Linked DNA regions of Mus musculus: all the other regions are linked to region 1. The links are chromatin contacts, called in public HiChIP or PLAC-seq and promoter capture Hi-C maps. All regions are on one chromosome and are shown on one strand. Each heading gives the region's core, a stretch centred on a gene start, on an enhancer-like site or on the middle of the called end of the contact. The rest is flanking DNA. Distances are from core to core; before and after follow the strand shown. Region 1 holds the start of Sacm1l (SAC1 suppressor of actin mutations 1-like (yeast)). Region 2 has its middle 25 kb from the start of Tmem158. Region 3 holds the start of Ccr9 (chemokine (C-C motif) receptor 9).

Region 1 (4,533 bases), core at 1,014-3,513:
CAAAGAACATCTAAAAGGTGGGATTTTAACAAAGCAGAGATAAGCTGAAGAAAGTGTGTGACATGGGTGCAAGAAGTTGTCATTTAATATCCAAGCACTTCAACACTTCAGGAAATTATATACCAATACATCTACAATAAAGTAATTTATTTCCGTTCTCTGAGACAGGGTTTCTCTGTGTACCCATGGCTGTCCTGAAACTCACTCAAGACCAGGCTGCCTGAGACCCACTGCCTCTGCCTCTTAGGTGCTGGTTTAGATTAAAGTCAAGCGCCACCATCAACCAGCAAAGTAACTTCACATATGGCTCTTTTTAGGTATTTTTAAAAGTCCCACCATTCTTAGATAGTTCAGCAACTAATTCAGCCTACAAGTACCTCTAAAACAGAATATTCTTTGCCCATGGGGTATATTTAAAAGTTTAAATAGAATGGCTAAAAAGGGGGGAGGGGTGAAAACAGATTCTAACTCACAAACTCCCTGCTAAAGAAACACTTGCAATCAAGTTCTATCTTCACATTTATAGAAACATCCAAACCCTAAAGACTGATATGAATGTCCATATAACCCCAGACTCATAGTTTCCACTTCATTACAAAACCACCATTTCCACTTCTAAAGGATAAATTCCCTTCTCTTCTGTGTACACATAAAATGGTGTCTGCCTGTAGTGAAGTCTGAACTGGAGAGGATGGTAAGGATGAAGTATGAACACTCTTATTTTTTAATTTTATATATAAAAGAATTATTCACAGAGGTTGAATAACCTGCCCAGGAATCAAGGAGGATGGCTGCCTGTATTGAGGTCTGGCCTGGTGAAACTCAGTGCCTGGGCAGCTCAAAAATAATCTTCCTAATTCTCAAGTTATCCATCTCAATTATTCTTCGATGCAGGAAAACTCAACAATATCCTGTAACCGAAAGCCGAGCTACTTCAAGGCAAGACTCCAAATTGCTTAAACACATCTGAGACCTAGTGTAAGATCATGTTCAGCCCTTCAACAACTATCAGGTGGACAATAACCTAATTTGCCAGTAAAGGACATGTGACTCGGGCCGGACATAGACCAGTAAGTACACTTTGCTTCAACTGTCACCAATAAGGTGATTATTCACTTTACAAAGGAAAACTAATTAAAAGAAATGTGGAAGGAAGGGTGGCGCTGGGCTTTTCAAAGAGAACTGTATGTAGCAAGCAGAAGAGGCATAAAGGGTGAACACAGCAAAACATGAAAAGTGTTGGGCAGATGGCCTCCCTCCAAATTCTGGACTCATAACTTTACACCTTCAGTTATTCATTGGGCGTACCCAAACTACATTTGTTTCCTGCAAACGAACTGGGATGTCTATGTCTAATTAACAGGATAATTTAACTTGGCTTTTCGAAAGTTATATTTGCTTCTGCTACTAAAGGCATTCCCAGACCGTGGTAAATTATTAAAGCGGTTAGGGCGAAGTTATTCACAAACAAGGAGTGTAGGTGCTGAGGGTAACACAAGAGAAATTATCCCCCATCTCCTCTAACCCAGGACGAGCCAAAGAGCTTATAAATGTCTATTTTTTTTTTTTTTTGCACCTCTAAACATCCAGTGGCTGGGCCTCAAAACCTCAAGTCCTGGCTTTGCCAAAACTCAACATTGCTACGCCAAAATAGAGGCGAGCCTACTGTAGCTGTCGACGCAGTCTGTTGGAATAAGCACAGTAAATTCGACCGGCCCTTAGGACATCTGACTAAATTATTGCTGCGCCCTAAGAAGGACCCGTCATTGAGACTCCCAGGCCCAGAAAGCCTGAAACCAAGAGAAAGGTTAGCTCTGCCGGCGGACGTCAGAGCACGCCCGGTGAAAAAGGCCTCTCCCGGAGGCCACCCAGGGAAAGCTGGCTGCAGCCTCCGGTGCTGCGGGCTGCGGCTCGGCTCACCGCGCCAGGTCCAGCGGCGGGCGAGGCTGCGGGACACTGGCCTACGCTGCAGCCAGGCTGGACGGGGAAAGCCCAGCCCGCGAGCTCGGCCGGTGCGGGCCGCACACTCCCGGGCCTCGGCGCCCGCTCGCCCCTCCGCCCTTCCTGTCAGCGGCCGCAGCCCGCGGGACTCACAGCTTCAGATGCTCGTAGGCTGCGGCCGCCATCGTGCAGCTTCCTCCTCTTCGCTCCACCCGCAGTGTAGCCCGCTGCCACCCCGGCTCCGCGGCGACCGCTCCCCAGGCGCGGTGGTCAAGGAGCCTCGGCCTGGCCCCACCCCCTCCCGGGTCCGCCTCTCGGGCGAGCACGGGAGCCGGCGGCGGACAAACCAGTGAGCTGCGAGGCACGCCTCCGATGCGCGGATTGGAGCGGACCAAAGAACGCCGTGACGTCGCCTCTGGGGATTGGTGTAACGCGTTGCAGAGAAAGGCGGAGTCCCGGTAGCTTTGCACTGAGTCGCGACATTCAACAAACCGACCAGACTGAGGTTAGAAGCAGGAAGCATAGTGAAGCTGTGTAATTGGAGATCACTTATCGTGGAGGAGGCCTCCTCAGCACCGGGCCAGTGGCGCAATGGATAACGCGTCTGACTACGGATCAGAAGATTCTAGGTTCGACTCCTGGCTGGCTCGACGTGTGCGATCTTTTTCCTGAACCTTGGAAGGCCTGCTTGAAAAGGATCATAGCTAGATTGTCAAGGTCAAATGTCTTACGTTTTAATGTTGCTTTGCGAAAAAATAATACCTTCTTGGCTGTATTTGAAACCCGGAGTTACCTAAAACGGTTTGCAAGTTTCCTAGCTCCCCTGTTCTTAAAATTGCGCAGGAGTCTGGAAATGTACTCTTACGAAAACACTCTTGAGAGTGGAGGTTTGCAATCAGGGACAGGGACATGCGTGGCCAATGTCTTCCCACCCGATGACGGAAAAATCTCACCGAAAGCTCCTAGCTGGTAGAACACAGACGGCACTGACATGAGAAGGGCGTAGCTTCTGCTCTTCATGATTGGTACAGCGGCCTTGGCTAGCTCCGCTTGCAAAGCCGACCTAGCCTCCACTGCACAAGGAAACCTTAAAAATTCGGGGATTTCGCAGTAAGAGGCCCAGAAAAACGAGTACATGAACATTTTACGTAAGACCTGAGATAGCCAGAAACAGATGTGACGAAGGTGGATCGGGAGCAGGGCTCAGCCTATTCATTAACCAGTCACTCCATGATTAAGTTGTCCTAGAAAACATACCCCACTCCCCAGGAGTTTATTAAAACTGTATCAGATAAAGGAAATTATTGGGGCAGAATTAGACCAAGGACCAAGGGGTGTGGCTCACTCCTGCAGTCCATACTGCTGGATATAGACCAGGCCAAATGGCTGCCTTTGCTTTCCAGAGTACTGGAATTTAAGGTACAAGATACCATACCAGGCTTCTACACTTCTGAGGATTTAGTTTGCTTTTAATGAAGTTATAGTGGGTTGTTTCTCGAGACCGGGTTTCCCTGTGTAGTTTTGACTGTCCTGGAACTTGCTCTGTAACCAGGCTGGCCTCCAACTCAGAGATCCCTGCCTCTGCCTCCTGAATACTGGTGTAAAAGCACGCACCACTACTGCCCAGCTAACAGTATTTTTTGTTTGCTCTTTAATTTTTTGTCTGAGATTTGAGATCATTAATATGCATTGTTGTCAGTTTTAGCACTTAAAAAAAATGAGGGTTTTTTTTTTTTGTTTTGTTGTGTGTTTTGTTTTGAAGGGTGTGTGTGATGTGTGTACGTGCAGAGGGGGGAGGGGAAGAGAAAGAGAGACTGACTGAGGCTGTCTTATATAAGACAGTGGGCCTTTACTTGGCTATGGAAATGGACTTGGAACTCTGATTCAAGCTCCCAAGGTGCTGAGGTTATAAGCAAGCACCACCAACCACACCTGGTTTAAGAGTTCTTGCTTTAAGATGTTCTATTTGGGTGGATAAGTGGACACTTTAAAGGTCCATCTCATAGGCATTTAGATTTTTGGTACATATTTTCAAATTGCTCTGTGGAAAAATTAAAACAATATACCCTCTGTCACCAGAATGTTTCCACACATGCTAATCAACATTAGATATTTATGAATACATATAACATATAAATTAGATATCCAAGTCTCATGTACTAGCATATACCTAAAATTCTAGAATTTGAGACAGAGAGGTGTTGATCTGGAGACCTTATCTTTAAAAAAAATAAAGCATCCACATACAAATATAAATTATAGTTTCTTTACAGCTTTCATAAGTGAAAAACAACTTCCTTTTTACTTTCATTTCTTGGCCTATTGATTATTCTCTCCTGGTGTATTCAATCTTTTTTTCTCACAAACTTGACCTTGAAAAGATTTTATTTTTCATTGTTTATCTGTGTGTGTGTGCTCGTGCAAGTGCTTTATGAGACTAAAAGTATGAGATCCCCCTTGGAGCTAGGTACAGCCAGCCAAGGCAGGTGCTTGAAACAGAACTCAGGTCTTCTGCAAGAGCACAGGAGCTCTTTGGTTGTTACACATTAGTCTTTCTGACAGTTTATTCTTTACCCTTTCCTTAAAATTGTT
Region 2 (4,533 bases), core at 1,516-4,015, 240 kb after region 1:
AGACCCACCCGCCACAGCTGTCCTGCTGTGTGCCAGGGTACAATAGTACCTCTTTGCAAGTGTCCAATGTCTGTACACAAGTAGGGAATTAGGCTAGAGGGTCCCCGTGGACTGGAGGGAAAGGCCCAAAAATCTACACAGGGAATTTAGTGAGACATGGAGGTTCTATTATGACCAGAGCTAAATAGTCACTATAATACCAAGTGCATGGTCTAAAACTAGAATGGCTACAATTTAGGGCAAGTAAATATTCCAACATTTCCTTGATCTTGTTGTTGTGCAATCCTAAATGGTTTACATAGAAGACTGTTGCTTTTAAAGAATAAAAAGAGTGGTATAAATGAAGAATCTAACTCTGCAGGAAACAGGCAAAAGATGGGACATTGGGAGCTTCTAGAAGGGGCTGCCCCTGGGGGATAAAACTAAGCCCAGAAGAGGAGGAGCAGCAGAGGGCTTTTGGTTTTCCCAGTAGCTCAGTTTTGTCCTGACCAAGTGTATATTTTTCTTTAACATAACAATAATTATTATGAAAATTGTTTATAACAAAACTAAATGCTGTGCTCATTAGCCGGGTCGATTGAGTCAGGTGCTGAGTAGGGAAAGGGGAAGTGGTTTGCACAGAGGTAGACGACAGGTACCTATAGAGTTAAAGCCAAGAAGAGTATAAAAACTAAATCTATGACCTTATGGAGCTCATGGTTCTTTTTTCTTGTATGTATGTATGTATGTATGTATGTATGTATGTATGTATGTATGTATGTTTGTGTGTGTGTATGTATGTAAGTATGTATACATGCACGAATGTGTGTATGTGTCTCTGAGTAGTGCATGCATGTGTGTGGGTGTTTGGTATGTGTGTGTGTGTGTCTGTATCATGTTTGAGGTGTGTGTGTGTGTGGTATGCATATGAGTGTCTGTGTGTGGTGCTTACATGCTGTATGTGGTGTGTGTGTGTGAGTTTATATGTATCATGTTTGGTGTGTGTGTGTGTGTGTGTATGTGTGCATGTATGTTTGTGTGGCATATGTATCTGTGTATCTGTGAAGGCCAGAAGCCAACATCAGATATCTTCCTCAATCACAGTACCCCTTGTTTTTTTGAGACAGGGTCTCTTCCCTGAACCTGGATTTTGCTGATTTAGCAGGACTGGCTGGCCAGCAAGCTCCATGAATCCACGTGTCTCCACATCCCCATCACTGGAGTCTTACATATATCTACCTCGTGCTTGGTTTATATGAAGGTGGTAGGACTTAGAACCTCATGCTGTGCAGTTGACTCACTGAGCCATCTCCCCAGCCACCACTGTGGGCTTTTAAAATCTCTACAAACATACATTCATCTTTGTTGTTGCTGCTGCTTTTTTTACACATGACAGAAATTTTTGTCCTTTAGAATAGAGGGAAATGAATTGATTTCCACAATTTTTATTTTATCTGAAGTCTAGGTATCAGATGTGGAGTTTTAACCACTGAGTTTCAGACCCAGGATTTCAAACAGCTCCCACTCAAGGAATCCCAAGGAAAGTCAAACCCTGAATCCCAAATACCCTTTGAATTCTGGAGTGGATGAGGAAAATCGCCTAGTTTAAGTATGGGTCCTGCAGGGTACTTTTATGGTCTAGATCATGCCAACCCTTGTTCAGTAGATGGGCTTAGACCCCCTTCATTGAACTTATGTGAAAATGTGAGCTAGAGAAGAGTGGTCCCCAAGGGTAACAACTAGGTAGTTTCTCCAAGGGTCTTGGATCATTCATTGGTGACTATCAGGTGACTCAATTCCTATAGCCAGGAAGAGATCTGGAAGGAAATGTTTGAGTATGGAGGGAAGTGTGAGTTCACATATTAAATAATTTACACAAACCAAGAGATAACTTGTGACCATGACCATCCTTAGACACTCATCTCCTAGGTCAGTTGTCATAAAACTCTACTTTGTTCAACATTTCACCAACAAGTGTCATAATCCACTAAATGTATTTCTGCAGAAAGTGGAGATTTCAAAGGTGTCAACAGCTTTACAAATACTCAGCCATAGAAGAAAATCTCATTCCATCTTCCCAGATGCCCTGGTACTGGAGAGATAGCTCAGAGGTTAAGAGCACTAGCTGTTCTTCCAGAGGACCTGGATTCAATTGCCAGCACCCACATGAAATCCCAGACCATCTATAATTCTATAGCCAGGGGATCCTATTCTGGCTACTGTGGGCACTGCACACATATGGAACACAGATATATAAGAAGGTGAAATATCTGTACACATTTTAAAAAATTAAAAATTTTACAAGACTAGCCAGGCCTTGAAGAGGCAAGAACCCAGGACTTTCTGTCATGATTATTTATTTATTTATGTATTTATTTATTTATTTATTTATTGTTTATTGATTTCACTGCAAGGGGATAGCAGATTGGGTGATAACTTGTAGTCTTGTCTAGTTTTTTTAAAATCAGTTTTATTTAGATATAACTTACACAAATAAAACTTATCTCTTCAACTCTTACAATTTAATAATACTTGGTAGAACACCCAAAACATTACTTCTAAAGCAGAGGCCAAAAGACAATGATTACAAGACATTGCTGTCTGTCCGTCTTTGTGGGTAGAAGCCTAGACTGTCAGACGGGCTGTGCAATGACACCTCCCCCCTCACCAAAATCACCGAGTGAGTCAGCAGCAGAATGCTTCCTCAAACAAACATACTGACCCCTGGCTCGGTTGTTCTACTCCTGTGCATGCTGAGGCAGGCCTGCTGGGTGGCAGGTGTGGTTTGGCCTGGCCAGCCTAAGCTTCTCTGGCTGACAGTGAGAAGCAAACAGAGCCAGCTTCCCCTGTGGCTGGCTTCTAAGGCTCTCTCTAGACAGTGATAAAAACATTTAGGCCTTCCTGCTTACTGCTCTGGGAGGGCAGCCATCTCGTTCCATCTGATACTGTCACTTTTCCTTAGATGAACTCCCTAATGCCCCCACACCTCAGTTTCTCTATAAAACATCAAGTGGTCACTGTCCTGGAGGAAGGTTGTAAAAAGTAAATAAAGTATCTATACAATGATTATGTCCATGTAGAGCAGGTACTCAGGGGATGTTAGCTACAGAACAGAACCCCAAATGTGTGCTATGACATGTAAATAATCAAAAAGTATGGCAAGATGGTGGAAACAGTGAGGGGAGGGTCAAGCAATAGTGTAGCTCCTTAAAGGAGAGGGACAGGCAACAGTGTAGCTTCTTAAAGGGAGGGTCAGGCAACAGTGTAGCTTCTTAAAGGGAGGGTCAGGCAACAGTGTAGCTTCTTAAAGGGAGGGTCAGGCAACAGTGTAGCTTCTTAAAGGGAGGGTCAGGCAACAGTGTAGCTTCTTAAAGGGAGGGTCAGGCAACAGTGTAGCTTCTTAAAGGGAGGGTCAGGCAACAGTGTAGCTTCTTAAAGGGAGGGTCAGGCAACAGTGTAGCTTCTTAAAGGGAGGGTCAGGCAACAGTGTAGCTCCTTGGAAGGAAGGATAAGGCAACAGTGCAGCTTCTTGGAGGGCACCGGAGCTGTCAAAGAAGAACAACTCTGAAAACTGCTAAGTACCTTAGAAGAATACTCAAGACAGTAAAAACCAAGACCTACACTTGTTAAATTATGCCCCTGACTGATTAAAAACAGAAACACATTCAAAGTGGTCTTGTGTCAGGATTTTGAATTATTCTGAAACTTCTCTAATGGATTTTATCTTTATGGGTCACTTGCCACACCAAACCAGAAAACAGGTTGAAGGAGGCTCTGACCCTGATACCTGACATGGCACCAGGAATTGTGGGGACACATTACATCTGCAGTCAGAAGGAAGAGATGACTTGGTCCTTAGCTCCCTTTCTCCTTTTTTATCCAACGCAGAGTCCCCACTCCATAGGATGCTGCTGCCCACATCCAGAATGAGCCTTTCTACATCAAGTAGCCTAATCTAGGAAAATCTTCACGGACATGGTTAGAGGTCTGTCTGCTAGGTGATCCTAGATCCTGTCACACTGACAAACAATATTAATAATCATAAGGAGCTACCTTGTGATATATTTTTAAGTCCCGTTGAAGCTCAAAGGCATGGAATGATAAAATCAAGTCATGAGGTCTACTTTACTGCTATACTGTATCTAGATTCATTAGCCTATGGCTCTTACTATTACTATTGTTAGTGTTGTGTTAAAATGAATCTTGCTGCACCAGGGAGCACAAGCCTTTTATCCCACCACTTGGGAGGCAGAGGCAGGAAGATCTCTGAATTCCAGGCCAGCCTGGTCTACAGAGTGAGTTCCAGGATAGCCAGGGCTATGCAGAGAAACCTTGTCTGGAAAAACAAAATAAAGCAAACTAAACAAGCAAACACTTTTGCTATGTAGACCCAGACTAGTCTTGAACTCATTATTTTTCTGCCCCAGCCTCTTTACTATGAGATTACAAATATGAGCTACTACTCCCATCTCTATATTTATTATTTTTAAAATAAAGGTGTAATTGGCACTCATCAAAGTGAAAATCCTAGGTTTTCCAGCTTGATGGATGTTG
Region 3 (4,533 bases), core at 776-3,275, 240 kb before region 1:
TCATCTCACAGCGGTGGCTAGGTGTGCTGCATACTAGCTAGGTGTAAGCACTATGTGTGAGAATTCACACCCCCAAGGAGCTCACATGCAAGCTCAGTGGGGAGGTTAAGGCTGGAAATGACACAAAAGCAATGTCCTGAGAGGTTATGGGAAAGGAAAAGTGAATCCTCCTTTCAACACCAGGGTATGAATAGAAGGGCTTCACTGAGAAAGTAACTCTTGCTGACCCTGGAGGTTTGAAGGGTGTAGAATCATGGGATGAGGTGAGGAAACATTGCTCTGTGGTAGGAAAAATTCATCAGCTAAGACATGAAACCTGAAAGCATAATGTTCAGGAGACAGAGGAAAGCTGCTCGTTCTACAGAAGTGAAAACTGCCTATGAGGTAGGTCAGTCTAAAACTATCCTTACTCTGCCATTACTTTCCTATTCTGTTTCCCTTAAGAAACTAACAGAAAAATCAGATAGAGATGGCTTGTCACTGCCTATATCACATCCAGTGCTACTACCAATCATAGTAGGTCACACTGTGAACAGGAGCTATGAACCCAGGTCTATACTTTGACCTTTGTCCTACTTGGTACTCATGAGTTGAATCATTTTAGCGTGTGTGTGTGTGTGTGTGTGTGTGTGTGTAGCTCTAGGACTCTGAGTCATCTACCATCAGACCTATTCACAAAGTCTGAGTCAGGAGCTCACTTCCCTGGGACCTGTGAGCATGAGTCTACAGTATTGATAAGAATGGACAGAAATTGGAAGAAGAGGGCTCTGAAACTCCAGATGCTGGAATGACCATTATTTTGGATTGTTTGGCAAAGAGGCTAAAGAGACAGATTCCCTTGGTAGTGGTTGCCTGCAGGTCCAGATCACTAGCTCAGCAACAGTTGCTATGACCTACTGGCTGGCTATAGAGCAGGCTAATTAAGAACTGAAGAATGAGAGTGTGGAGGTCATGGAGAGATGGCTCAGCAACTAAGAACAGATATAATACGTGTCTTGAAGAGGACCTAAGTATGAATTTCAGCTATGTTAGAAGACTCACACAGTCATCAGTACTTCAAGCACCGGTTCTCACATGTGCACATGCGTAATTAAAAGTATAATAAATCTTTAAATTCTTTTTAGAACAGAAGAATGTGGACATGTTGTAAAAGAAAGGGCATGCCAATTTTCTATGGATGGGTCGTTTGAAATAACTTGGCTTCTTTTCTGATCAACAAAGAATATTTTCACAATGCACAAAAAGATCCAAAACTTCAAACACACACACACTCTCTCTCTTTATAAATATAAACGAGGGAAAAATACAAAGTCAAGTATCACTTTCCAGTTTAGCCATTGTTAGATTTCTGAGCCGTGTCTTCGTACTGTCCCTTTAATAGCACATAAACATGTACCAGTGCGAAGGGAATCACACCACACATAGTTTTATAAATATATATGTTTTAGTCTGTCTTTCCTGGGCCACACTTCATGTACTGAGCACAGAGTTTGACATGGAGTTAAACAACTGAGCACTTCATTGTCTAACGAACCATAGTCTACTGCACTCCTGTCAAGTTTTTGGTCCCCAAGGTTTCTCTGCTATAAAAGTCCTTTCTGTGGCCAGTCTCTCAGACCCAAGGTTGTCACCCTTCTCAGACTTTTGGAAACCCCCTTGCTACCTGTCCCAACACTGTTTCTCCTCCCTTGAAGGTACAAATCACAAACAATGCTATTGAGCTTGACCTTCACTGTGTTCCGAGAGGGAGACTCTTCATTCACCCTACAAGAAGCCTGAGCCATACTGGAACTTTCTAGCAAAGAGCATGGTACACATGACATCTGAACAGATGAGTGCACTCATGGGATATAGATGCGTTGGTGGCAGCATATAGCCAAGTACACAGGTGATGTCTAAGGCACAGAAGAAGGGAAGGATCTACTCACCAGGAGGGGAAGTGCAGAGTCTGGGTCTGTAGGGAGAGGACCACTGCAGCTGCCTGGGATGAGAAGGCTTCTGTGGGTTCTGAGCAGACAGCTATCCGCTAAAACACACCAAAAAGGAAGCCAGGCCACCTCTGCCTGTGTTGTCACTGGCGGAGTAACCCAGAAGGGTGGGGAGCCACCTGCTGCAGATTCTAGTAACACACATCTATCATTTGCAGCCAGAAATGCAAAGCTAAGGACCACCAGGGTTAAGGATTAACCATCTTCAGTGTGGACAATGTACACACAGAGTCTAAGAGCAAATTGTCTTCTTAGGCCCCCGATACAGGAGCCGGAGACATGGGGAGTCCTGGCCAGAGGCACACATTTATAAGAACAAGTATATGTGAGGTACTACCTCTATACTGTCTATCAAGATGTGTCCTTTGAGGCCTTGAGAGACCTGTGTTGCCCAGTTCTATAGCTACCAGCCAAATGTTCCCACTGAAATGGAAACTATAATGGGGAGCACCTCTGCAGTGACACTCAACACATGCACCCATGGCTGCTACAGATGACGGATAGTACAGATGCCTAACATTTATGACATGGCAGAGCACTCTGCGGATGCTGTTACCTCAGAAAGTTCTGTATGTGATAGGCAGCTTGGAACAGATTATGAAGGACCAAGGACACCTTAAATTCAGAAAAGTTTTACACATATGTTAACATTGAGAGCTAAAGTGTCTTTATGAATCACAGGTGTTTCAGTAAAGTTTTGAAAAGTCTCAACATGCAAATGTTATATTTTTTATAGAAACTCACAGGTGATATCTTCTTAAAGGGCCACAGTTATAGTGAAGATTCCCTGTTGTCATCATTTTTTTAAAACTCCTTTTTATATTTGAAATATACAAATCACAGCTCATTCTAGAAGACTAATTTCCTCTTGATGTGTTTAGCATCCTGTGCACTAAGTGCAGTGTTACTCCCAGACATATAGCCCAGCAATCACCCCCTCCTAGTACAGAACAAAGAGATTTCATGATTTGTCCTAATTTATATCTCAGTGGCAAAAGGTTAATAAGCATAGGAAAGGCTGAAAGACCTGAGTAGTAAGAATGAAAGATGCAATTGATTCATCACCTCCAGGGAACCATGGTGTGAGTAAGCCAAGAAATTCCCTTCCCTCAACCCACATTCATGTGCATAACTAGTGTACTACCAGTCTCTGACAGTGTCCAATGCTGTGTCAATTACTGAGAGAAAAGAAGGGAGCAGCAGGAAGAGCATGCTCTAGGCCCTGACCTTCTGGCCACCTTTAGGCAGAGATAGCAGTGAACTTGCTGTTTGCCTTGTGCCTGGAAAGCCTCCTGGAGGGAGAGACTAGAATTGTTAAGACTTCCTTCTCTGAGACCTGTCTCTTCCCCGAGTTAGAGTATGGCAAGGAACCAGTGCAAGTACATCAGAAAGCCAGAAGAGGTGGTTCAAAGATGGAAGGAGATGGATGCAGTGAGGAATAAAAGTCAGACCCCTTCCTCCACATGGGCCCCACGGTCTAAGAGAAAGCAAATCTGAAGAGGTCCTACTCTCACTCACAACAACCCTCTTCTTGGACATATTGAAGAGGCTGGGGAGTCAGGAAAAGGCAAGGACATCCCAGAGAGAGTTTCTGGACTCTCAAAGGAACCCAGGGCCACTGAGGTGCCTCTTTAGTTGTCTAGTTTGGTTCATCCCTTGCAAGAAAAGCTCCATCCTTTCAGTGTCTTTGCTGGACTTCTGCATTGGCCATTAGAATTCAGAACTGGGTGACAGTAGGATGCTGGTGACCCCCTTTCATCCTGCCTAAGATGGGCTCTAGAAAGCAGAACACCGTGTCCTCAGTAACCAGGCCAGCTATTAGTACCAGTAACTGATGGTCTCTAGTGAATAACTGGAATCCAGAATTGCTGTCTACAAGTCCCAGTATCTATAACAGAAACTGACATTGGCCTTGCTGCTGAAGCCAATAGACTCATCTGATCCTCCTTTGCTCCTTCTCATAAACTGTGTTCTGGAGTTGTCTCTAGCAGAAAAGAAAAGTCTGCTTCAGTTCACTGCTCTCCAGATGCACTGACAGTCTGGCTCTCCTCCTTCTTTAATATTTACACATATTAGGAAAGTCATACCACAGAAGCACATAGGGGTCTTCGGAAGGACTTTGTTGTCTGTCTCCTTTCCATTGATTAAGCTGACCTAAAAGAAGACGGTATACTGATTCAGCAAAGAGCAGTTCGGTGGCAAAGCTCTGCTGAGTGTAGCAGAGAGAATCCCAAGTTCAAACTCCTAGGAGTGTGAAAGGTCCCGTCAGTCCCTACAGGTCATAGTGGACAGAGATCAGGCAGAACTTTGGCTATGGTTGTAGCCCAGAATTACATGCCAGGAATTTAAGCATTTTCTGTATATATTAGGGAAAACAGAAGGAGTCAAGTGTAAGTCCTAGGAATTGAGAGGAGAGCTATGAATGCCTCAGCATCAGTAGACACATCCCGAAGCCACACTGTCCAGTGTGCAACCACATAGAGTTGCAAGAAATAACTCTGAAGTTAGTGGGAGTGAGAAACTGGTCTTTTAAAAAAAAAATTAA

Evidence for each region. HiChIP or PLAC-seq counts read pairs in DNA pulled down with a chosen protein or histone mark. Capture Hi-C pulls out chosen DNA fragments and counts their contacts.
Region 2: an H3K4me3 HiChIP or PLAC-seq map of bone marrow-derived macrophages shows a contact between it and region 1, with 4 times the contacts expected there. The contact joins the enhancer-like site here to the promoter of Sacm1l in region 1. A contact is called at or near these places in 1 of 15 datasets of contacts at CTCF or cohesin (the NIH/3T3 cell line), 2 of 484 Hi-C or Micro-C datasets (the Ba/F3 cell line and embryonic stem cells) and 5 of 115 datasets of contacts at active chromatin or transcription factors (bone marrow-derived macrophages, embryonic hindbrain, embryonic stem cells and 1 more).
Region 3: a contact with region 1 is called in a promoter capture Hi-C map of adipose tissue. The contact joins the promoter of Ccr9 here to the promoter of Sacm1l in region 1. A contact is called at or near these places in 2 of 484 Hi-C or Micro-C datasets (CD8 T cells and pro-B cells), 7 of 115 datasets of contacts at active chromatin or transcription factors (CD8 T cells, the SCID.adh cell line, double positive thymocytes and 4 more) and 1 of 9 other capture datasets (adipose tissue).

The regions. Positions count from the first base shown.
Region 1 is chr9:123,527,483-123,532,015 of GRCm38.p6, reverse strand. Sacm1l (SAC1 suppressor of actin mutations 1-like (yeast)) reads right to left here and starts at 2,263. Exons shown (of 20, transcript NM_030692.5): 1 at 2,095-2,263. The coding sequence starts at 2,126. n-TRacg2 (a tRNA gene) reads left to right here and starts at 2,519; the gene lies at 2,519-2,591.
Region 2 is chr9:123,283,998-123,288,530 of GRCm38.p6, reverse strand. No RefSeq gene overlaps it. Among named protein-coding and RNA genes, the nearest start is that of Tmem158, 25 kb to the right of the region's middle. Within about 2 kb of position 2,765, at least 63 of the 459 cell types and tissues checked have an H3K27ac peak or open chromatin away from gene starts, as enhancers often do. A contact at or near this core is called in the Ba/F3 cell line, the NIH/3T3 cell line and bone marrow-derived macrophages, where this site is marked.
Region 3 is chr9:123,764,703-123,769,235 of GRCm38.p6, reverse strand. It overlaps Ccr9 (chemokine (C-C motif) receptor 9), which reads right to left and starts at 2,025. Exons shown (of 3, transcript NM_009913.6): 1 at 1,929-2,025. Gm17021 (a long non-coding RNA gene) reads left to right here. Exons shown (of 2, transcript XR_380030.3): 2 at 1-4,529.